Linked DNA regions of Rattus norvegicus: region 2 is linked to region 1. The links are chromatin contacts, called in public Hi-C maps. All regions are on one chromosome and are shown on one strand. The core of a region is the stretch at or near the end of the contact, and the rest is flanking DNA. Distances in the headings are between cores, read along the strand shown. Region 1 overlaps Tns4 (tensin 4). Region 2 has its middle 26 kb from the start of Ccr7.

Region 1 (3,843 bases), core at 13-2,512:
AGTAGACTGGGACTCTGTCTCCAAAACGAAAGCAAAATGAAACAACAGGGAGATGGCCCAGTGGGTAGAGCCCTCATTGCGCAGAATTGAACATAAGAACTTGGATTCCCCAGACCCACATAAAGCCAGATGCAGTACACATCTGTAATCCCAACATGCCAATAGGGAGATGGGAAACAAAGGCAGGAGAATCTCTGGAAACTCATGGACACCTAGCCTGGTGTACACACAGTGAAGAACAGACAGACCCTGCCTCAAACAGGGTAGAAAGTGGGATGATTTCCCTCTGAGCTCCACACATACACTGTAACATGCAGGCACCCATATATGTTTGCACTCACAAACATTAACAACAACAAAGAAACACACACACACACACACACACACACACACACACACACACACACACACACACACACACACACAAATCCATGGGGGCTCAGAAGTTAACAGCACTGGCTGCTCTTCAAGATGACATGGGTTCTTTTTTTTTTTTTTTTTTTTTTTTTCCCGGAGCTGGGGACCGAACCCAGGGCCTTGTGCTTCCTAGGCAAGCGCTCTACCACTGAGCTAAATCCCCAACCCCGATGACATGGGTTCAATTCCCAGCACTACACAGTGGCTCACAACTGTCTGTGACTCTGGGGGAGCTCTAGCGCCCTCTTCTGGCCTCTGTGGGCAATGCAAAATGCACATGGTGTGTTCAGGTGTTAATTTCTGCTCTGTTGGGGTCGGTCCCCTTCTCTGCTCAGGACTCAGGAGATAGCTCTGAATGTTCCAGAACCAGCTATGGTGCTGAGCAACTTTATTTTCACGAGGCACACGGGGAGGTGTGGAGGACTCTCCCACTCAGCCTAGAATTGGGCACTACTAATTGGGAAAACTTTGCTAACATCCTGCAGACCCCAGGGGTGGAACGGAGCCTGATCTCATGCTGGGAGGGCTGGTCCTGGCCTGTACCACTGGCCTAGCACCCCCTACTCTGAGTCTGATTTGCTTTTCCTGCCTTGAAATCACAATCCCTCAGGTCCGACCTCGGCCAATGACAATGATGCTGTAGGCTGATGGCGAGCGGGCCGGGATAAACACTTGCTTCACACTGAGCTACAGTGGGCTGCTTCTGTGAGCTCCCCCTTGCATGCCATGAAGGAGGCAGGCGGGCCGGATCGAGAGCAACAAATGGTTTATGCAGGGCTGGCAGGGTGTGGGAGGAAAAGGGCCCAGCGTCTTTAACCAGCTGGGAAAGCTGCCTCTTGGCATTCTTGACTCTCTGCTGCCCCCTAGTGGTTGTAAGGTTGGTGATGCCGTAGGGTGTGGGCTGGAGGACCCAGTAAGACTGGAGCTGGGCAGAGATACACTTCTACTGTAGCAACAGGGTCTCTTCCCCTATCCACCAGATGTGGGTTCCTTGAGCAATGCCAGGCAGCTGTTGCTTACCAAGAAACTGAAAGCAAAGATTGCCTTCATTTGCAATGGGTGGGCGAGGAGGGATTAGACATGCGTGAATGTGAACGTTGCCAAGTCTTTTCTGATCACAGGGGACAAGGGTCTTCTACTGAGCTTGCCCAGCAGGCCACAGCCAAAGCCAGCCTTCAGAATCCTGACTCAACATCACAGAATAATTGATAAAGCTAGACAAAAGTCCAGGGACCTTCCTATCGTGCTCTTGGGGAAAAGATTCTGAGACCTTGGCAAATTACACCTAAAAATCCAAGGAATCCAGAACGTTCCACCAGACAGCTAGGAGTTGAACGGACCGCAATAGCTAGATCTCGAGATGGGAGCACACGGTGAATACTGCGTTAGAGAAGGCCACACCGACAGAACCTTTGTTACAAAGCGGAAGACGCAGGGGGTTTGAAAACTCACTCCTGTTCTGTACCCAAACTCAACAACTTTCGGCCAGGCTGCATTTGATGCCCCTCCCCCAAAGCAAGCTGAAGTGGGCTGCATTGTAGGGCGCATGCGCTGTGGCAGCCTGGTCTGCGCCGGCTGAGGCCCTCAAACTGGTCCCCTCTTCATCACAGACTGAACCTTGTAGGCGCCTGCTCATTTAATACCCTCTTCCCAAAGCAGCTGTTTGTGGAGCGATGCCCCCAGGCCTGAGGTGGAGCGTGGTCTCTTCAGGTAAAGATGACCATCGACTGAGATTTATGAAAACTTTAACACCCTCAGTGTGTGTGTGTGTGTGTGTGTGTGTGTGTGTGTGTGTGTGTGTGTGTGCATGTTTGCATGTGTATGGGTAAGCTGAGTAAGATTCACTGCGTGTTGGTCTGCACACTAATACAGTTGATCTCAAGAATCATTCTCCATTGGCCTTCCACTGTAACTTGAGGCAGGGTCTCTCAATCAAACCCAGACAGGCCTGTCTGTTTCTTTCTCTCAGCTGGGTTTCATGTAGCTTAGACTGCCTTAAACTCGTCATGTAGCTCAGAATGACCCTGGACTTCTGATCTTCCTGCCTTCTTGTGCTGGGATTACAACGGTTTGCCACTGTGCATGGTTTGTGGGGCTGGTGACCACACCAAGCCCTGTTCATGTCAGGCGATTACCAACTGAGCTACGTACATCCTCAGCCCCAAACCTTTAACTCTCTTGAAGAGAAAAAGAATCCTGGGCCAGTGGATCTGAAAGGCCCTCAGCAAACAAGGAACAGGTGTGGGGAAATAGAATCTGTCCCCAAATCCCCAAACTGCATGCATCACCACCAGGTGCCAGCCAGGAAACTCATGGGTTCTGACCCAACACCTGCTGTTTACCACAAGGCAGGGGTCATAGGTCTCTGGCACAACCTGCCCTGTATGTAGGGAGAGCTCAGGCCAATGAAGCCAGAGGGTCCTTGCAGGCAGTTTTTACGTAGGGACTCTTGGATGTGGGTGGGCTTCAGTGGCATTGAGGAACACATTGAAGACGCCCAGCCGAGTGTCCAGGGAGCAGCTGTCTTTATAATTGAAGAGACCGAGGCTCCAGAGCCCGGTGAAGGTTATTGCTGAAGTCACCACAGGTTCAAAGGGTTCAACTTGATCGATTCTCCAGTCCAAGGCCTGTCCGTGTGGCCACAGGTCCATGTCCCGGACAAGTCCTTTGAGATGTCAAGGAAGGCACATGGACAATGCCCTTCTCCTACACCCTTTCTGTGTCCTTAAGCAGAGCAGTCACCAGGCTGATGACCTGGGAAGCCGGCTGGGCTGCATCATACTCGGCGAAGAGGTGGCATGCGTTCTCCTGTGGTTCTGTCTGGCTTTTGGCCACAAACCCAAAGATCCTGGTGAGAGAGGACAGTTTGAAGGGATGTGGGCTAGAGAGACATCATGCTGAGGGGAGGGTTGGATGGGAAGACACTCAGCCTGGACCTGACTACCTCTCCCCCAAGCCAACTGGCTTCAGCGGCTTGCATCTTGTGTGTGTGTGTGTGTGTGTGTGTGTGTGTGTGTGTGATGCACACGTTTGTTCTGTGGGTTCTGGGGATCCAGCCTTGTGTCCTGTGCTTGAGTGGCAACCACTATACTCAGAGAGTCACCTCCCCAGCATGTTTGGTACCTCCTTATAATGAGACAGCTAAAGGCAGAAGGTGCCTCCCTGGTCACACAGGGAAAGGCGAATTTCAGGCTCTGGGTTTCCTTCATTTTGAAAGGGGCTTCCTGAGGACAAGACTTGGAAGCTCCATTAAGGCAACATGTCCTTGGCTTTCATCCTTACAGTTCTGAGGTAGAACATGTGGCTCTGGCAAAGGCTGGGGAATCTCTTTTTTTTTTTTTTTTTTTTTTTTTTTGGTTCTTTTTTTTCCGGAGCTGGGGACCGAACCCAGGGCCTTGCGCTTCCTAGGTAAGCGCTCTACCACTG
Region 2 (4,247 bases), core at 650-3,149, 62 kb after region 1:
TTGGCCCTCATACCTCCCATGTTCTCTCGCCTTTGATGTTTTCTGATCTTTATTCACTCTGCCTGAGGAATTCGTTTTCTTCTACCCTTCAGTCACGCTCCACCCGCTTCCCCGAAGAAATGAAAACCAGATTGCGTGGTTTGAGCAGGAAAACACTGGCATCCTCACACAGGCCACGGGTTTCTGTACTCCCACCCCTGCCTTGCTGGGAATCTCAAGCTGCCCAGAAGTGACATGATTGGGGGTGGGGGTGGGGGTGGGGGAGCTGAATGGTGGTGAGTCTCATGGACCCAGATTCTTTTGCATTTGGCCATTTGAGGGTCTCCGTGGAGAGACCACTGAGCTCCTGAGATCTCAACCCCAGTTCAGCAAAGTGCACACTTGTCTGGACCTCTGTGGTGACCCGGCTGGGCATACAAGAAGAGCTCTGCTCTGAAAAGGACCCAGGAAGCTCTCAGAGAAAAGAGACGGAAAGGCAATTACAATGGAGCTGTTTAATGTGGGTCAGACACCTTGTACCGTAGAGGTGAAGGTGTGACCAGAACATTGAGTTGCCCTTTCTGTACTCTAGACATTAGTCTAGGGGAAGATGTCAGATATGTGCCAAAGGCCTGTAGGTGACTCTGCATTTGGTTATAATCAGAATATATAGTTTACTGAGTGACTTCGGCCAAATAGCCTAACTTTTCTTTTTGTCCTTTTCTTTTTTCCCAGTGTGGTTGAAAAGGCTACCACGGAGACACTGAGCATTGACGGTGTCTTTTGTCTGTCTTTCTGTCTGTCTCTCTTGCAGATTTTGAAATAGGATTTTGCCGTTTCTCAGGCTTTGTCTCAGAAGGGACACCTCTGCTCACATCCCTGGGGCGAGAGCTGGTCATGTGGCTCCATCTAAATGCTGCGGGCTCTTGGGAGACGTGGTCCCTGGCTAGCCACTCCATTCTAGTGTCAAGCCTAGACACTGTGAAGGGAAGGAGTCTTCAGGAGAAAAGCATGGACGCTGATACCTCCTTCCAATACAAACTGTCAACAGCCTTGGGAGGGTCACAGTGTGTGTGTGTGTGTGTGTGTGTGTGTGTGTGTGTGTGTGTAGAGAGAGAGAGAGAGAGAGGGAGGTGGGGTCAGTTCTAAAATAGGGATGGGGGAGATGTTTTTTGTTGGAATCAGGCAGTGCTGCTCAGAGTGGAGCACAGGAGTTGGGGGTCACCTGAGTCAGGGTTTCCCCCAGGGTGAGCCAGAAGCCTGAAGGGAGGACACAGGTCACAGGACTCCCATGACCAGCAAGGAGGCAGGAAAGCACATGCCTGGGGAGTCTGTGGTGGAAAGGGGCAGAGAGGTGAGTTGGGGGCCCACCAGGAAAGCCTGGAATGTCAAGATAAAGGCATGGAAATCAGGAGTCAGGCCTGGTCTCCAGGCAGTGCGGTCCAGGAGAGTCGGTGCTTATGGGAGTAAGGAACAAGAAATGGGGAGGATGGAGACTTAGAAAAGGGGGTGGGGGTGGCAAGCTGAGGAGAAGGAGAAGGGACAGGAGGGGGCCTTGACCTGCCTGGCGCCCAGTTTTCACTCCTGGGTTCCCTAGGCGGGCACCTAGCAACCCCCTTCCAGTAGGGTGGCCTGCTTGGGGCCCAGCTCCCTTCAGTCTGGCATGTAGGGAGAAGCCTTATCTCTCCTTTGTTCTCCTTCCAGGAAGGAAGTGGCTCCAGGGGCCCGTGGGTGGGACATTCCTTGGCCTTGCTTACTGTTCCCAGATTTTTCACCATTCCTGGTGACAGAGCTGGCATCTCTAATCAGCCTTGGAGAGGGGCAGAATCCTTCTCAGGAACACACTGAACCCCGGGGAAGCCAGAGATGTGCTTTCAGCCATCCCAGGCTTCTGGGTACAAAAGTCGCCTCCAGAGGGCAAGGTCTGGGCTGGAGAACATGCTGAGGGCACAGAGACTGGGAAGAGAGGACAGAGAACTGCACAGGCCGTAAAGTGCCAACGAGGCTGTGCCTGTGAGGAAGGAAAACTGACCTTGGAGGCGGTGACATTTGTAATGGCCTGTGACATAGGTTTGTACTGGCTGGGGTAGTAAGAAGAAATTAGGAGAAGGTATTGGAAAGTAGGGGAGACTTAGGACTTCTTAGGGGGACATGAATTGGTGCAGGTTTTAGCTGCTAGGTAGGAAGTCAAGGGGACCCTGGGATGTAGTAGGGTCAAATGAAGGAGGAGTTAGAACGGGAGCCTTGTACATCAGTGAGCAGACAGTCTAACTTCTCACGGCTTCCATATGCTACACCAGGATCTCCTCGTTATTTAGAACACTTCTCCCAGCTGCCTTTGCCCTGATGTGAGATCCTTTAGACTTCTAGATTTCCGGAAGTCGATCTAGGGGTAACCACTGTCTTGCAGCTGCACAGACCACATCTAGAGGCCAGAAAGACTTGGGGACAGGAAGGTTCTGCTCTGCTCTCAAGAATCCATTCAACCCCCTAGAGCTCCAAAGAGTAGACATGGAGGGACCCAGGGCTCCAGTGTGACATGGGCCAACAGTGCCACCTGTTTGTGGTAAAATGAGGTCACTGTCTTGGTCTGCACACAGTTTTGTGTAACAGAGGATGGCCTTATCTGGCATCAGTGAGAGAGGAGACCCTTGGTCCTGTGAAGGCTTGATGTCCCAGTGTAGGGGGGAATGCTAAGGTGGTGAGGTGGGAGTGGGTGGGTGAGTAGGGGAGCACCCTCATAGAAGCAGGGGGAATAGCAGATGGGACAGGGGGTTTGCAGAGGGGAAACCCGGAAGGGGGATAACATTTGAAATGTAAATAAATAAAATAACCGATTAAAAAAAAAGAATCAGTTCAGATTTACCCAGAAGAAGGCTTGTGGTCCTGGGAACCATCAGGCTAGCATGGAAAGAGAAAAAGGGAGGCTGGGGCTTACCCCACCTCGTTGGCTGGGACCTGGGTGCATTAGTAAGCACCTCTGGGCCTTGGTTTCCTCAGCGTGACATGGGCCAACAGTGCCGTCTGTTTGTGGTAAAATGAGGTCACTGTCTTGGTCTTCACACAGTTGTGTTTAATAAATATTAGTTTCCCTCAAATTGGGACTGGCAAGGGTGGGGTAGTAGGGTGGATCAGTGATCCGTGCTGCAGATAGCTCAGCTGGGACAGTGTTAGGGAGGTGACTTGGATCCTTCAAACCTGGCCCTGTACTGTCTGGGAGGAGTGATGTTCCTTCTCAGGTCTCCCTGTCCCTTCCTGCTCCTTTGATATCTGGAGGGCCACTTAAGGCCCCAGTGTCTGTGCTATCCTTCCTCTTTGAGCATCAAGTGCCACCCAATCGACCTGGCAGGATTTAATCTGGCTCTAGAGACTGTGGGTCTCTAGGAGAGATGGACTTGGCACAGGATAGCAAGGGAGGCTGGGAGGAGGGCCTCAAGCCCAGGCTGGCCCAGCATGAGGGCAGACATCCAGGCCACCAGCAGGTGCTCCCTGGCTAATTTGCTATCTCCCTTTCTTTCGCTGGCTTTCCTGGTACAAGAGTTGACAAGAGCTCATAGGACAAAGTTCGCTTGCCAAAGTACATGAGAAGGGGGTGTCGGGGGGCCCCTCTGGCTCCTCTACTGTTCTTGGAAGGAGGCTAAACAGACTCTTGGCCTCCTGTCTCCAGACTTGGCAGGTGGCAGTGGTACCAGACCCGTCTTGGTTCTAAATCTGGCCCTGCATCTCATGGGCTGGGTGATGTTGTGTGTGGCATTAATTTCTTCCAGCCTCAGTTTCTTACAGCTTGCAGGTTCCTTGGCTGTGAACTAGGAGTGATGTCATCAGTATTGGGAGTATAGGATTGCTAAGAGTTGCAGAGTTAGCATAGTGACCACCATAAATCAGGAGCCTCTGAAACATCAGTCTCTTTCCCACTCCTGTTCCCAGATCCATCCCTCTCTCCCCCTTTCCCTCCCTCGCTCCTTCCCTCCCTCCTTCCCTTCCTCTTTCCCTTCTCTCTTTCCTTCCAGTCAGAGCTCTGAGATGGGATACCTGTTGGCAGGTACAGGAAGCCCATCTCTTCATAGAACCCCTGTGCACCCCAGTCCAGGAGACTGAGGAGGAGTTGGTGACCTGACTTCTGGGTGCAGAATTTTAATCTGGAGATGGTGTTCACTGAAGTATGACCGCCCCTGGGCACAGGCTCTTCTGTCGCCCTTGCCTTTGGGCTTCCCTGAGGCTGGGACACACAGGTTGTCCAGCTGGAGAGGGAGAAGGCTGGAAGCTAG

What was found. A called contact is a pair of places that touch in the nucleus more often than the background predicts.
Region 2: a contact with region 1 is called in a Hi-C map of liver, with 5 times the contacts expected there. The contact joins two enhancer-like sites. A contact is called at or near these places in 8 of 12 Hi-C or Micro-C datasets (the A7r5 cell line, the Rat2 cell line, Schwann cells and 4 more).

Annotation. Positions count from the first base shown.
Region 1 is chr10:84,515,254-84,519,096 of GRCr8, forward strand. It overlaps Tns4 (tensin 4), which reads right to left. Exons shown (of 13, transcript NM_001024881.1): 13 at 2,926-3,265. The coding sequence ends at 3,124. Among named protein-coding and RNA genes, the nearest start is that of Tns4, 20 kb to the right of the region's middle. Within about 2 kb of position 1,263, at least 9 of the 93 cell types and tissues checked have an H3K27ac peak or open chromatin away from gene starts, as enhancers often do. A contact at or near this core is called in liver, where this site is marked.
Region 2 is chr10:84,576,177-84,580,423 of GRCr8, forward strand. No RefSeq gene overlaps it. Among named protein-coding and RNA genes, the nearest start is that of Ccr7, 26 kb to the right of the region's middle. Within about 2 kb of position 1,900, at least 7 of the 93 cell types and tissues checked have an H3K27ac peak or open chromatin away from gene starts, as enhancers often do. A contact at or near this core is called in liver, where this site is marked.